2 separate regions of the Sus scrofa genome follow, and region 2 is linked to region 1. Evidence: chromatin contacts called from public Hi-C data. All regions are on one chromosome and are shown on one strand. The core of a region is the stretch at or near the end of the contact, and the rest is flanking DNA. Distances in the headings are between cores, read along the strand shown. Region 1 holds the start of NDUFS8 (NADH dehydrogenase [ubiquinone] iron-sulfur protein 8, mitochondrial). Region 2 holds the start of CDK2AP2 (cyclin-dependent kinase 2-associated protein 2).

Evidence for each region. Hi-C and Micro-C count contacts between places; a contact is called where the count stands out from the background.
Region 2: a contact with region 1 is called in a Hi-C map of liver, with 4 times the contacts expected there. The contact joins the promoter of CDK2AP2 here to the promoter of NDUFS8 in region 1. A contact is called at or near these places in 1 of 47 Hi-C or Micro-C datasets (liver) and 1 of 2 datasets of contacts at active chromatin or transcription factors (alveolar macrophages).

Annotation. Positions count from the first base shown.
Region 1 is chr2:4,864,847-4,871,216 of Sscrofa11.1, reverse strand. NDUFS8 (NADH dehydrogenase [ubiquinone] iron-sulfur protein 8, mitochondrial) reads left to right here and starts at 3,825. Exons shown (of 7, transcript XM_003122434.3): 1 at 3,825-4,069; 2 at 4,998-5,061; 3 at 5,157-5,207; 4 at 5,676-5,765; 5 at 5,861-6,033. The coding sequence starts at 3,989. It overlaps ALDH3B1 (aldehyde dehydrogenase 3 family member B1), which reads left to right. Exons shown (of 9, transcript NM_001315593.1): 9 at 315-536. The coding sequence ends at 431.
Region 2 is chr2:5,021,985-5,028,354 of Sscrofa11.1, reverse strand. CDK2AP2 (cyclin-dependent kinase 2-associated protein 2) reads right to left here and starts at 3,099. Exons shown (of 4, transcript XM_005660628.2): 1 at 1,889-3,099; 2 at 1,701-1,801; 3 at 1,470-1,602; 4 at 589-1,111. The coding sequence starts at 1,715. The coding sequence ends at 1,044.

The sequences.
Region 1 (6,370 bases), core at 2,576-5,075:
GCTCACCTCTGCCACCCCCTTGAGACTCATCAGGCAGTTAACACCCCACCAGGGGACATCTGCTTGCTCCTGCACCTTCCATGTCCATAGGCCTGAGGCTGGGTCTGCAGCCACCTGAGCGGGTCACAGGTGAGGGATGCTTGAGAAACACGTCTCCAGCTAGGGGTGGGTGGCAGGTTGCTACCCAGCCACCCCCTCCAGCTCACACGGTGGCCTCAGGCCCTGCCATGGATCCCAGGGCCCTGAGGGGGCTGGGCAGAGCCCCTGGGGCCCCGGCAGCTCTGCCACCAGCCTGACTGCTGCTTCTCTCCCAGGTGGTCAAGCGGGTACTGGCCCAGACCAGCAGCGGGGGCTTCTGCGGGAATGACGGCTTCATGCACATGACTCTCAGCAGCCTGCCTTTCGGAGGAGTGGGTAGGTGCCTTCTCTAAGCATGACCTGAGGGACTGGCTCCCCTCCAGAGTCTGAGGGAACATGCTACACCTGTCTCTGCATTTACATATGGACCTGCAGGTACACAATTTAGATTTTTGGGCTTTTTTTTTCTTTTTTCTTGTTAGGGCCCCACCTGCAGCACATGGAAGTTCCCAGGCTAGGGTTCGAATCAGAGCTGCAGCTGCTGCCCACACCACAGTCACAGCAATGCAGGATTCGAGCCGTGTCTGACCTGCACCACAGTTTGGGGGAATGCCAGATCCTTAACCCACTGAGTGAGGTCAGGGTTTGAACGAGCATCCTCATGGATGCTATGTTGGATTCTTAACTCACTAAGCCACAGCAGAAACTCCTGGTTTATATATATTTTTTCCTTTTTGGCTGCACCCGTGACATGCAGAAGTTCCCCAGGCCAGGGATTGAATCTATGCCCTAGCAGTGACCAGAGCCACAACAGTGACAATGCTGGATCCTTAACCTCTAGGCCACTAGGGAACTCCCAATTTAGGTGTTTTGTTGGTTTTTTTTTTAATGTCACTGTGATCACTGTCCACTGTGCTGCCATGGCTCTTCCCCAACAGCACCTGTCAGCACATGCAGCTGCGTGGGAATAAACATTTAAAAATCTTTTTAGGAGTTCCCGTCGTGGCGCAGTGGTTAACAAATCCGACTAGGAACCATGAGGTTGCGGGTTCGGTCCCTGCCCTTGCTCAGTGGGTTAATGATCCGGGATTGCCGTGAGCTGTGGTGTAGGTCTCAGACGCGGCTCGGATCCCGAGTTGCTGTGGCTCTGGCGTAGGCCGGAGAATACAGCTCCGATTAGACCCCTAGCCTGGGAACCTCCATATGCTGCAGGAGCGGCCCAAGAAATACCAAAAAAAAAAAAAAAAAAAAAAAAAAAAAAAAAAAACTTTTTAACTTTCCATCTTTCCTCCTGCTTTTTTTAAGTATAATTGATTTACAATGTTTCAGGTGTACAGCAAAGTGATTCAGTTATACATTCTTTTGCAGCTCCTTTTCCATTACAGCTTATTACATGATATTAAATACAGTCCCCGGTGCTATACAGGGGGGCCTTGTTTCCCTATTTTTTTAATTTTTTATTTTTTTTGGCTGAAGCTATGTGACATGTGGACGTTCCTGGGCCAGAGATCGAACCGAACAGAGTCACAGCAGTGACAAGTCCGGAGTCTTAACCCGCTGAGCCACAAGGGAGCTCCTATCTGACATATAGTAGTGTGTATCTGTTCATCCCCAATCCCCAATTCATCCTTCCCCGACCCTTGCTCACTCATGACCACTGTCTACCCATTTTGCTCCAGCACCTGGTGTCCTCAACATTTATTTGAGTGGCTGCTTGTTCGGGGCTAAGCCCTTTCCCCACAGCATCTCATGATTAGCCCCCTTTATAGAAGGGGAAACCAAGACGGGGTGAATTAGCCCAGCCAGGTCATACGGTGGGACTGGCAGAGCCCAGGTCTGTCTGACGTCCCCTCGGCTGGCCACTGGGGGCCTGACGGCCACACTCTCTGCCACCGGACAGGCGCCAGTGGGATGGGCAACTACCATGGCAAGTTCTCCTTCGACACTTTTTCCCACCACCGCACCTGCCTGTTGCGCAGTCCTGGGCTGGAGAAGATCTACGCCATCCGGTACCCACCCCATTCTCCACGCAACCTGAGGGTGCTGCTGACGGCCATGGAGACCCGCAGCTGCAGCTGCACCCTGCTGTGAGCCGGCTTCAGGCACCGGAGGATCCAGCACCCCTTCCAGCTCACCTGAGTCCTCTGCAGCCACGGCCACCTGGGGCTGGAGGAGATATGACTGGGGTCCTCGGCACAGGAGGAAAAGGCCGGGGCCAGTGCTTGCCCTCCTCTCTCCTGGGGTTTCTCTCTTTGAGAAGATGTCCCCCAGCTAGGATGGGTCACGGTGCAGGAGTGTGGGAACCAGTGCAGTAACCTGGCTGCCTCCTCCCACCCTGGCCACCTGTGTCCCCGGAGAGGAGGGTAGATGTGGGCACCTCTTGGCCACCACCCTTTCTGTGGCGGGTGCAAAACGGGCCCTGGCATCTGGCCCATGTCACGCTGTGGACGGGCTGTGACCGGGGTCATCCCTGCCCTCTCTGAGCCTGTCTCCCTGTCTGTGTACAGAGGAGGTAGCGAACAGCACCTCCAGACAGCACTGTGAGGATTAAATCTCGGAGCTGAATCGCTGACTCCAAGCTTCAGGTGTCCTGTCTCCTCACTTGGGTGGGTGAGGCTGCCCCCGTCGTCTCTCCCCCCACCTGTCCCTCCAGTTCAAGCTGATGAGACACCTGCAGCAGGACTCCCCTTCAGCTTGCGCCTCTTGGGAGCTCTGGATGTGCTCCCGTCCCCCAAGTGGCTGGCCCTGGGTGCCTTCCCCACAGCATATCCCAGCCTGGACTCACACGCTGCCCTGCCTGCCAATCCTCCTGGGCCCCAAGGCCCTGGCGTGGTCCCCCTCCACTCAGCCACCAGAGCCAAACTCCTGGGCCTCCTGCTGGATACTCCCTTCTCACCTCCCAGATCCCATCTTTGAACAATTCCAGATGATTCTATAATGCTGCCGAACTTCCCTGAGCCATACAGCAATCACTGTGCCCAGACCCAGCCCTTCTCCTCCGCAGTACCCACGTGGCCCTCAGCCTGACCCCCTTCAGAGGCGTGCTCTGGCCCACAAGTCTGGACCCTTAACAGTCCCTGGGAGGCCCCATGCGTGCCACCCTCTCCTTGTCCTCTTCAAATGCCCTCGAGGTGTCCTCCTTTTCGGGCAGACCTCTGCACTGACGCTGGGCATATCCTCTGGTCCTTCTTGTTCTGCCCAACTCCTCTTTACTGTCTGCTGGGACGGCACCTCCTCCAGGAAGTCCTCCCTGACCACTTTCCACTCCCTCCGACCCAGATGACCTAGGGGATCTTCTCGGCCTCCGGGGTCCCTCTGCCGCACAAGTCACTGGGAGGAAACACCGCTTTGGTGGCCGTTGAGGGACGGGGCTCCCGAGTCGTTTAGATCCAAGACCGTTGTGGCGGCCACACGCAGCAGCTCTAAGGCTTGGACCAAGTAATTACGCATGCCCGTGCCTCAGTTTCCCCATCTGTAAAGCGAGAACGATCGTTCCTTCACACAGGGCTCCGTGAGGATTAAATGAAACCGCTCGGGTGAAGTTTTAGCCCGGAGCAGGCACGGCTCCCGCGCGTAATCAAGCGCCGAGATTCTCGTCCCCGCTATCACATACCGCCCGCGGAGGCCGGGGGGGCGGAGGGGGGCGGGTACCTCTGGCCAGGATGCCCAGTCAGAACTGGAGCAGCTTCCCTAAACCACGCCTCGGATGTCCCGCCTCCAAGGAACCGGGAGTCCCGGTTCATCAGCCTCTTGAATCCAGCTCGGCGGCGCTCTACCGCACTTCGAGCGCCTGCTCTTCCCTAGCCAATCGGATTAAAGGTCGTCTTTGATCCCGCCTCTTTTGGCCGCATCAGCCAATCAGACCACACTATGAAGAGTCAGCGCGGAAAAGGCAAAGCCAGCCGGCCCAATGGAAGCGTCCCAGGAATGTAGGCTCCGCCTCTCGGTGGACCGGCCTCCTCCGCACGGGAAGGAGCGGCAGCGCTTCAAGGTGGGTGTTCGGGGCTCAATTGTTAAGGCCAGGTCTGGGCAGCGCGGCGTCGGGGGCGAGTGTGGAGCCCCTGCTGGCCCCGCTGGCTCCGCGCCCAGGCTCATCTCGGCCCGCCCAGGACCCGCAGCCTCCGTGCCCTTGAGCGTGCAGCGGGCGGATCGAGAGGCCCATACCCTCAGGGCGCAGGCGCCGCCCGCATCCGTGGGGTCAGAGGTCGTGAGGAAGGTCGGGGAAGGAGCTGGGTTGGGCTCCTGTCACTGAATTCGGCGGTCAAAGAAATGGGCCCTGTAGAGGTCACAGGTCACGGGAGGGGCACTTTTGAGCTCAGGCTAAGTGCCAGGCCCGGGGCTAAACCCTTGGCATCGTCGAGCTCCCGTTTCACAGACGAGAAAACCCAAGGTCACTGCAGGCTGGGAGACAGTTCCAGAAGGGCCTGGATGCTGGGGAAAGGAGTTGATCTGGAGGGTTATTTGAGCCTTTAAAGGGTTCCAGCAGGGGAGGCCTGGAGGTGTGAAGGGAGGGGTCTGGTCTGGGTTCACATCCTGGTCTCACCTCCTTAGGTGTGACTGTGGGCAGGTCACTTCACACGAGTGAGCGCAGCTTCTCATCTGTGCCTCCCTCTGGGGTGGGTGGGAGTCCTCCTGAGGACAAAGTGACAGTGCACGTGACCCCTAGCAATGTGCTTGGCACAGGGAGCTCTCAGTAAAGGCTGTTGGCAGTGTTATCTGCGTCCATCTGGAGGCTGGGAGGGGCTACACCTGGGAACGGGAAGGCTGCCTGTGCCTCTGATCAGAATGGGGTTGAGTAGGGGACAAGATGACGTGGTCGTGCTGGGTCAAGGGTCAGGGCTCCTGCAGTGCTGGAGTGCGGGGGTCTGGGGGGCCCTGTATGGGACCCACCTACACCTCCCTCCCTTTCACCCCCACAGATGCGCTGCCTGAGCACGCCCATGCTGCTGCGGGCCCTGGCCCAGGCCCAGGCTGCACATGCAGGTAGGACTCGGGGGCCTTTCTGGGGTTGGGGTTGGGTGCGGTACCACCTCTCAGGATGAGGTCGCAGCTGCACAGCGGAACCCCTCTCCTTGCAGGACATCCCAGCGCCCGGACCCTCCACAGCAGCGCGGTCGCAGCCACCTACAGTGAGTAGTCCTGGCAGGGCTCCCCCTCTCCCAGCCTTAGTTGCCACTCCGTAAAAGGAGGGTGGTGATCGAGATTGAATGTGGTCCATGGGAGCCGAGTCCGTCATTGCAGGGCGTTGGGGGGGCAGCCCTTCCCAGTGGCTACACAGTATTATTTCAGAGCTGCCCTGCCCTGTGCGGTTTGAGTCGGGAGCTGCCAGGTGTGAGCCTTGGGAGCCTGTGTTTGTTCATCGGGACCCCAGTACCCAAACCGCCTCCTGCCCCCATCACCTCCTGGCTTAGATGGCCACACAGGTGCAGGGAGAAGCCAGGGAGGACTGCCCAGGGCCAGAGGCCGGCAGGGGAGGGTTTGGTGAAAGAGCAGACCCCTGGGGGAGGCCAGGCTTCATCTCCCTGAGCTGGAGTCCTGGGGGAGGGCCTGTGTGAGGACCCCCTACGGCACTGCTGCTTTGCCCACCTCCCCTGCAGAGTTTGTGAACATGCGTGAGCCCTCGATGGACATGAAGTCGGTGACTGACCGGGCAGCCCAGACCCTGCTGTGGACCGAGCTTGTCCGAGGTGGGCCCCGGGGCAGAGGGGCGAGGTGGGCTGGGGATGGGCACAGAGGTGTTAGGGAAGAGAGGCCCTTCCCACCATGCCTGTGCTGCCCCCAGGCCTGGGCATGACCCTGAGCTACTTGTTCCGGGAGCCGGCCACCATCAACTACCCATTTGAGAAGGGCCCGCTGAGCCCGCGCTTCCGCGGGGAGCACGCGCTGCGCCGGTACCCATCCGGGGAGGAGCGTTGCATCGCCTGCAAGCTTTGCGAGGCCGTCTGCCCTGCCCAGGTGAGCCCCTGACCCCGCCTGACCGCCCAGCTCAGCCTCCACTGGGAGTGAAGTGGGAGCGAGGTGGGAGGCGCTGGGCCCTGAACTCTGGCCCCCCTGCTGGCTATGTGTTCTCCAGGAAAGTTCCTTTGCTGCACTGAGCCACTCCCCCCCCCCCCCCCCCCCCCCGTGAAGAATTGGAATGATGAGCCAGGTTGTCGGAGCCACGGAGGCGGTGACTCAGTGTAGTGAAGCTCTCAGCCCCCGACAGACCACGTGACATGTGTGGGTCCCGCCCTTGGAGGTTTGGTCCAGGGAGTGAAACCCACGCCTTGAGCCACGAGGTGGCACCTGAGGG
Region 2 (6,370 bases), core at 1,850-4,349, 160 kb before region 1:
TGGGACCACACCCAGTTACCTAAAGAGCACTGGGACAGAGTAACGCAGCAGCAGCACCCAACCGAACCGGCTGGGTCTTCCCGTGTTGGAAAGCAGCAGTGCCCTTCCCCTCTGGGGGCTGAGGTGGGGTGTATTCAGAGCCTCCAGGGCGGATTTGGAGTTTAGGACCTTAGGGCATTAAGGCATGTGAGGGCATGGCTTAAGTGAAAGGGCACTTCCATCCTGCCGGGCCTCACCATTACCAGCTAATTCAGAGGAAGAACCCTCTAGGCTCAGGCTGGAGGCAGTGCCCTCAGCTGTGGAGGCAGCCAAGGCCCTGCGCTGCCCCCTGGTGGCATGACTGTGAAGGAGGGCAGGGCTTTCAGCCACTGGAGCTCAACCCTCTCTACTACTTACAGGTGGAAGAGGCAGGGGGCAGCGGCAGACAAGGGCAGGGTCCCACCAAGGTCAATGGACAGTGGAGGCAAGGCAAAGCTGGGCTCAGTGGACCTCTCTCCCACCCAGTGCACCACCCCGAGTCTCCTCTTTGCCCTCCTTCCTGGCCCACCCAGACTTACTAGACGCAGCAGACTCATAAAGACTACAAGCTGAGAGAACAACTCCAAATTATCTTTTATTTATACAAAAAGGGCATATTTAGCAAAAGACACACCGAGAAAAGAGTTATGGCCTAGGAGACGAGGCAGGGAGGCGACAGGCCTTCTGAGGCTCTGCTGGGGGGAGAAGGGGTCTGGGAAAACGGTAAGTCCTGGGTAAGTGCTGAGCGGTGGGGCCACAGAAAGGAGAAAGCCCCAGCTGGATCAACACTGTTGGCAGGTCATGGGTGGGACTCCCAGGGACCTCACTGCTCCCTCTTTTGGGGGTTCCAGTTACTGCTGCCGACTGGAGTGAGAGCCGCCCACTGGTTCCTGGAGGGCACCCACCAAAGGACACAGGACAGGAAGCCCAGGATGGGAAGTGCAACTCGGGGTGAAGGCCAGGGAGAAGCAGGTGCTCTGCAGTGGCCAGGAAAGGTCCAGACGCCGAGGAGGAGTCGAGTCCTGTTACGTGCGGGCGTTCCGCTCTGTCTCTGCCAGGCACTCTCTGACTAGGGCCCGGGCATGGATGATGCCTGGGGTGAGGATGGGAAAGGAACAGATGAGGCCTCAGTGACCCTCCATAGCCCCACACCCCCCTCCAGAGGAAGACCCCCCTCCCTCCCTACTCCCCTTTCCTTTCAGTGAAAGGGACTATGACCTAATGGGGGCCTGGATGAGATCAGAGGTTCGGTTAATGCTCAAATTTGCCCCGGTGAAATACAAATTCTCTGGACCTTCCCTGGAAACGGACTCGGCTGCAATTCACTGCAAAATGCCTCTGTGGACAGTGATACTGGCCCTAGTCTACGCTTGGCTCAGGTGGCCTCCACCTGTCTTTCCTTCCCAGTGTTAAGTCTCCTGGGCAGGGGTGGTGGGCCTGGCCTCACTCACCTCTCTTCAGGCGCTCCATGGCACTCTTGCTGCCAGCATAGGTGGGTCGGATCTCTTTGCCCATCTCCTCTATGACCGACAGCAGGTCCGTGTAAGTGCTCTGGGAGCCCTGGGCGCCAGGTGGTTTCATTGCCTGTGTCAAAGGAGAACACGGCAGTGAGCTCAGGCCAAGAGGGGGGCTCCAGTCCTCCTCCACAGGCAATCCTATGGAAGATCCTAGGCTCCACTCACCTGCACATAGCCCATGGAGGGCGGTCCAAAGTCGTTAAACAGAGGTCTGAAAGGAGCAGCAGCTCCCGGCACCGAGCCCGACGGCGATGGGACACTTCCAGCTGCAACAGGCGCGAGTGAGAGGTCAGCGCGGGGTAGGGACGCCTCGTCCCGGCGCTCCAAGCCCCGGACCAGATTCGCCCGATTACCTCCAAAGGGATGCTTGGCTTCACGCTGCTAAACTTCAGGACAAACCCCTCCCCCTGTGCTTCACCAACAAGCCCTACGTGACCACGCCCACATCACAGGCCAGTAAACTGAGGCTCAGCGAGGGTAGCCGGCAGGCCCACTACTGCAGAACTCAGGCCGTCCTCTCTTCGAGACCTCCACCGCCCGGACAGGCGAGCAGGGGTGGAGCTGGATCCTCACCTGTAGGGACCGGGGTGCCGGGCCCAGGGGTGCTGGAGCCCGGGGTGCTGCTGGGGGCGGGGGCGATGGGTTTGTAGGACATCCCCAACTCCTGGGTGCGGCAGACGCCGGCCGGCCGCTCCTCCCGGGTTGGCTGCCTGGCCGCTTAGCTGCGCTCTGATTGGCAAGCCGGCAGCACGCCCCTGGTAAATAGAGCTCAGGCCGGAAGGGCGGGCGGGCACGAAGGCTCCTTCACTCCTGATTGGTGCGCGAAGACGTCACTCGGGCCTTGTCATTGGCCGAGGCCGGCCCCAACAGGCCGCAACCGCTTCTGATTGGTCTCCGCCTTCCGGACCTCGCACCTGTCTGCTCCGGATTGGGTAGTGGTCGATGCCCTCCGCAATTGGCGAGTTCGCGGCCCGGGCCGGCGCGCTCTCAATCCGATTAGTCCCAAAACGCGAGAGGCGGAGCCTCGGAAGCCGGACCTGGGTCCGGTCCGCCGCGGTTCGAGCCCGGCGGGGCTTCCCGGGCGCGGTTGTCGTCCTCACGCCTCACTCACGTTGCTTTGTACGTCACCTTTCCGCTGCCGTCCCGGTTCAGCTGGGGCTGCTGTCGTCGCCGCCGTCGCCGCCGCTGCCGCGCGCGCGCGCGCGCCTTTCCGCCGCTCCGAGTGCGGGAGGACGCAGGGCTTTGACGTTCCCAGCCCTGCGCCCCACCCCGTGCGCTTTTACGTCACCTTTCACCGGTTCAACAACCTGTCCCCGACCCGCGCATGCGCCCTCTTAGGGCCTCGTTTGTTCCCATGGCAACGGACCCCTCACCAATGCTGCTGACACGCCTCTTCCTCGCAATTGCCTGGACCTCGGGTCCTGCCCCTCTTCCAACTACCTGGACCTCAACCTGCCCTCCTCCCCCAAGGCCCCACGCCGGTGCCCCATAATGATAATAGCGGGAACAGCTAATCTTAAATACTTACGGCATCCCGGGTTCTGTACCACGGACGGTCCTGGATCAGGGACTACAGCAGCATCTGGGGTCAGACTGATGGGTCTAATCGCACCCTCAGCCCCCACCCCCACTTGCCCTTGGGCAAGTTACCTCCCTAGGCCTCAACTTCCTCATCTGTGAAATGGGGACGCTAGGAACAACCATCTCCTAGGATTGTTGTGTGGATTAAACGAATAGTCATAAAATGCTTATGTTTCATTCTCCTCTTCCCTATCCATTTCTCTATCCAGACCCCTCTCCTCAAATCTCATTCCTCACAACCTGAGATCTTAGACTCTCCTCCAAACCGTAACCCTTTTTTCCCAGGCTACTTCTCAAAACCTCTCTGGCTTTGTGTACCGGTCATGTCCAGGACATTCATTCATTCGTTCATTCAGCAAACATTTTGATTCCATCCCCCATCTTCGGCTTTATGCTGGACACTGATATGGAAGTGAACTGGCCATGGCTTCTGTCCTCCAGGAGCTCCTAGTCTCAAGGAGAGACAGACAGGGAAGCAAAAGCACACAATGGACTAAGGCAATGTGGAGACTGGGACAGGGAGCATTGGAACTTAGGGGAAGTGTGACATCACAGAAGTTTTCCCAGAGAGGCACCACTCAACAGGTGAATGGACAGATAAACTGAGCAGTCGCCATACAATCAACTATTATTCAGCAATAAAAGGAAATCATCTATCTATAGCCTTGAAAAGATATAGACACAGTGCTGAGAAGCCAGTCTGAAAAAGCCACATACTGTATGATCCCAAATGTACGGCATTCCGCAAAAGGCAAATTGATACAGAAGGTAAAAAAAATGACTGGTTGCCAAGGGTGCTGGGGTGAGGGGGTGCTGGGTAGAGGGGGGAGGGGTAAAATTGAACAGGGGGAGCAGAGGGGATGGGGGGGCATGAAGTGATTATGTATGATGCTGTAATGGTACATGCAAGACCTTGACAGTTACCAAAGAGTAAACTTTTTCATTTAGAAGGTCAGGCGATCCGAGGGTGGAAAGCAGAATATGACAAAAGAATCTAGCTGTATTGCAAATGTAGGAACAGCCTCACTGAAGGGGGTGGGGGAATCAGGTGCTAATCTGGAAATCAGTGGAGTCTGGAGGAACAAAGACAAAAAGATCTGCACGTAAGCACTGGACCCTGGTTGATGACGCGGTTTCCCATGGGGGATGGGTTGACAATTCTGAAACCACTGCACACGTACACTGGAATTCAAAATTAAATAAGTGTAGAACGAATGGCTTCTCACTGTTGGAATGAGGAGTTACAGGTAGCAAGGGAAGGAGGTTAGAATAGTCCATGGGCTAATGGATTGGAGTTGGAGCTCTCAATAGGAGCTCATGTTTAGCTTGACATAAATACAGTTGGTTACATACAGAAATATTTTTTTCTTTCTTTTTACGGCCACACTCACGGCATATAGAAGTTCCCGGACTAGGGGTGGAATCAGAGCTGCAGCTGCTGGCTTACATCACAGCCACAGCAACACCGGATCTGAGCCACACCTGCAACCTACACCACAGCTTGCGGCAATGCCGGATCCTTAAGCCATTGAGCAAGGCTAGGGATTGAACCACATCCTCACAGGCACTGTGTTAGGTTCTTAACCCGCTGAGCCACAGCAGGAAAGAGTAATCTGACTGTACAGAAACCTGACCAACTCCACCAGGTGATCAAGTTCCCCTCATTAGTGCTGGCCTGTGGAGAGAAGTCACCCTGGATATGCTGGGCTGAGAAGAGGATTTCACTTCTGTAGTTTTCCTTCCCCAGACCCATAATCCAAGACGAATTGTCATGAGAAAAACATCTGACAAATCCCAATTTAGGGACATTCTATAACATATCCGACCAGTCCTCCTCCAAAGACAATTTTTCTTTTTATTTTCTTTTTTGACTACCCTTCAGCACATGGAGTTCCCTGGCTGGGGATCAGATCCGAACCACAGTTGCAACCTATGCCATGGCTGCGGCAATGCTGGATCCTTGACCCATTGGGCCGGGCTGGGGATCAAACCTGCGTCTCAATGCTCCAGATGCCATGGATCCCATTGCGCCACAGCAGGAACAATACTTTTTTTAAAAAAGGAAAATCTGTAAAACCATCCCAAACAAGAGAAGCCTTAAGGAGATGTGATGCCTAAGGTAGGATGGTGTCCTGGATGGCATTCTGGAACAGAAGAAGGACAAGCAGCGGAAAAGTGATAAAATCTGCATCAATTGTGAACTTGAGTTCATAGCAACGTATCCGTATTAGTTCATTGACAGTGACAAAGTTACCTCTCTAATGTAAGAGGTGAATAGCGTATCATGGTCAATTTTATGTGTCATCTAGACTAGGTCGCAGGGGGCCCAGCCCTCTGGTCACACGTGATTCTGTGTGTGTCTGTGAGGTTGCATCTGGATGAGATTAACGTTGGTCGAATCTGTAGACTGAGTCAAGCAGACTGCTCTTCCCAGTGAGGGCTGAAGACCTGGATGCAACAAAGAGGCTGAAGGAGAGGGAATTCTGCCTGCCGGACTGCTGAGCGGGGCCATCGGGCTTCTCCTGTCCCCAGACTGGAACTTGCAACATCGACTTTTCTGGCTCTCAGGCCTTGGGGCCAGACTGGAGCTACATTACCAGGTCTCCAGGATAGCAGCATGCTGACTGCAGATCTTGGGACCACTCAGCGCCCATGACTGTCTGAGCCGATTCTTTACAGTAAATATCTTTTCAATCTAATTTCATCTTTTTGTTTTTTAGAGTCATACCTGCGGCATACGGAGGTTCCCAGGCTAGGGGTTGAATGGGAGTTGCAGCTGCCGGCCTATACCACAGCCACAGCAACGCAGAATCTGAGCCGCGTCTGTGACCTACACCACAGCTCCCGGCAACGCCGGATCCTTAACCCACTGAGCAAGGTTAGGGATCCAACTGGTGTCCTCTTGGATATTAGCTGGGTTCATTACCCTGAGCCACAGTGGGAACTCCTTACAGTAACTATCTTCACACACACACACACACCCCTCCTATTGGTCCTGTTTCTCTGGAGAACCTTGATCCACTAACACATAGGAGAAGCTGGGTGTGGGATGCACAGGAACTCCCTCCCTGTCTTTGAAGTACGTGTGTAAACCTAAAACTACTTAAAAATAAAATAAAATATCCTTATCTGGCTGCCAGTTACCCAGGTGTGCACAGGTGAAAAATTCACTGAGGTGTTCACATAAGATTTATACACGTTAACTGAATGTATGTGATATTCCAACCAAGTAAGTTAGACTGTGTAAAAAGCTC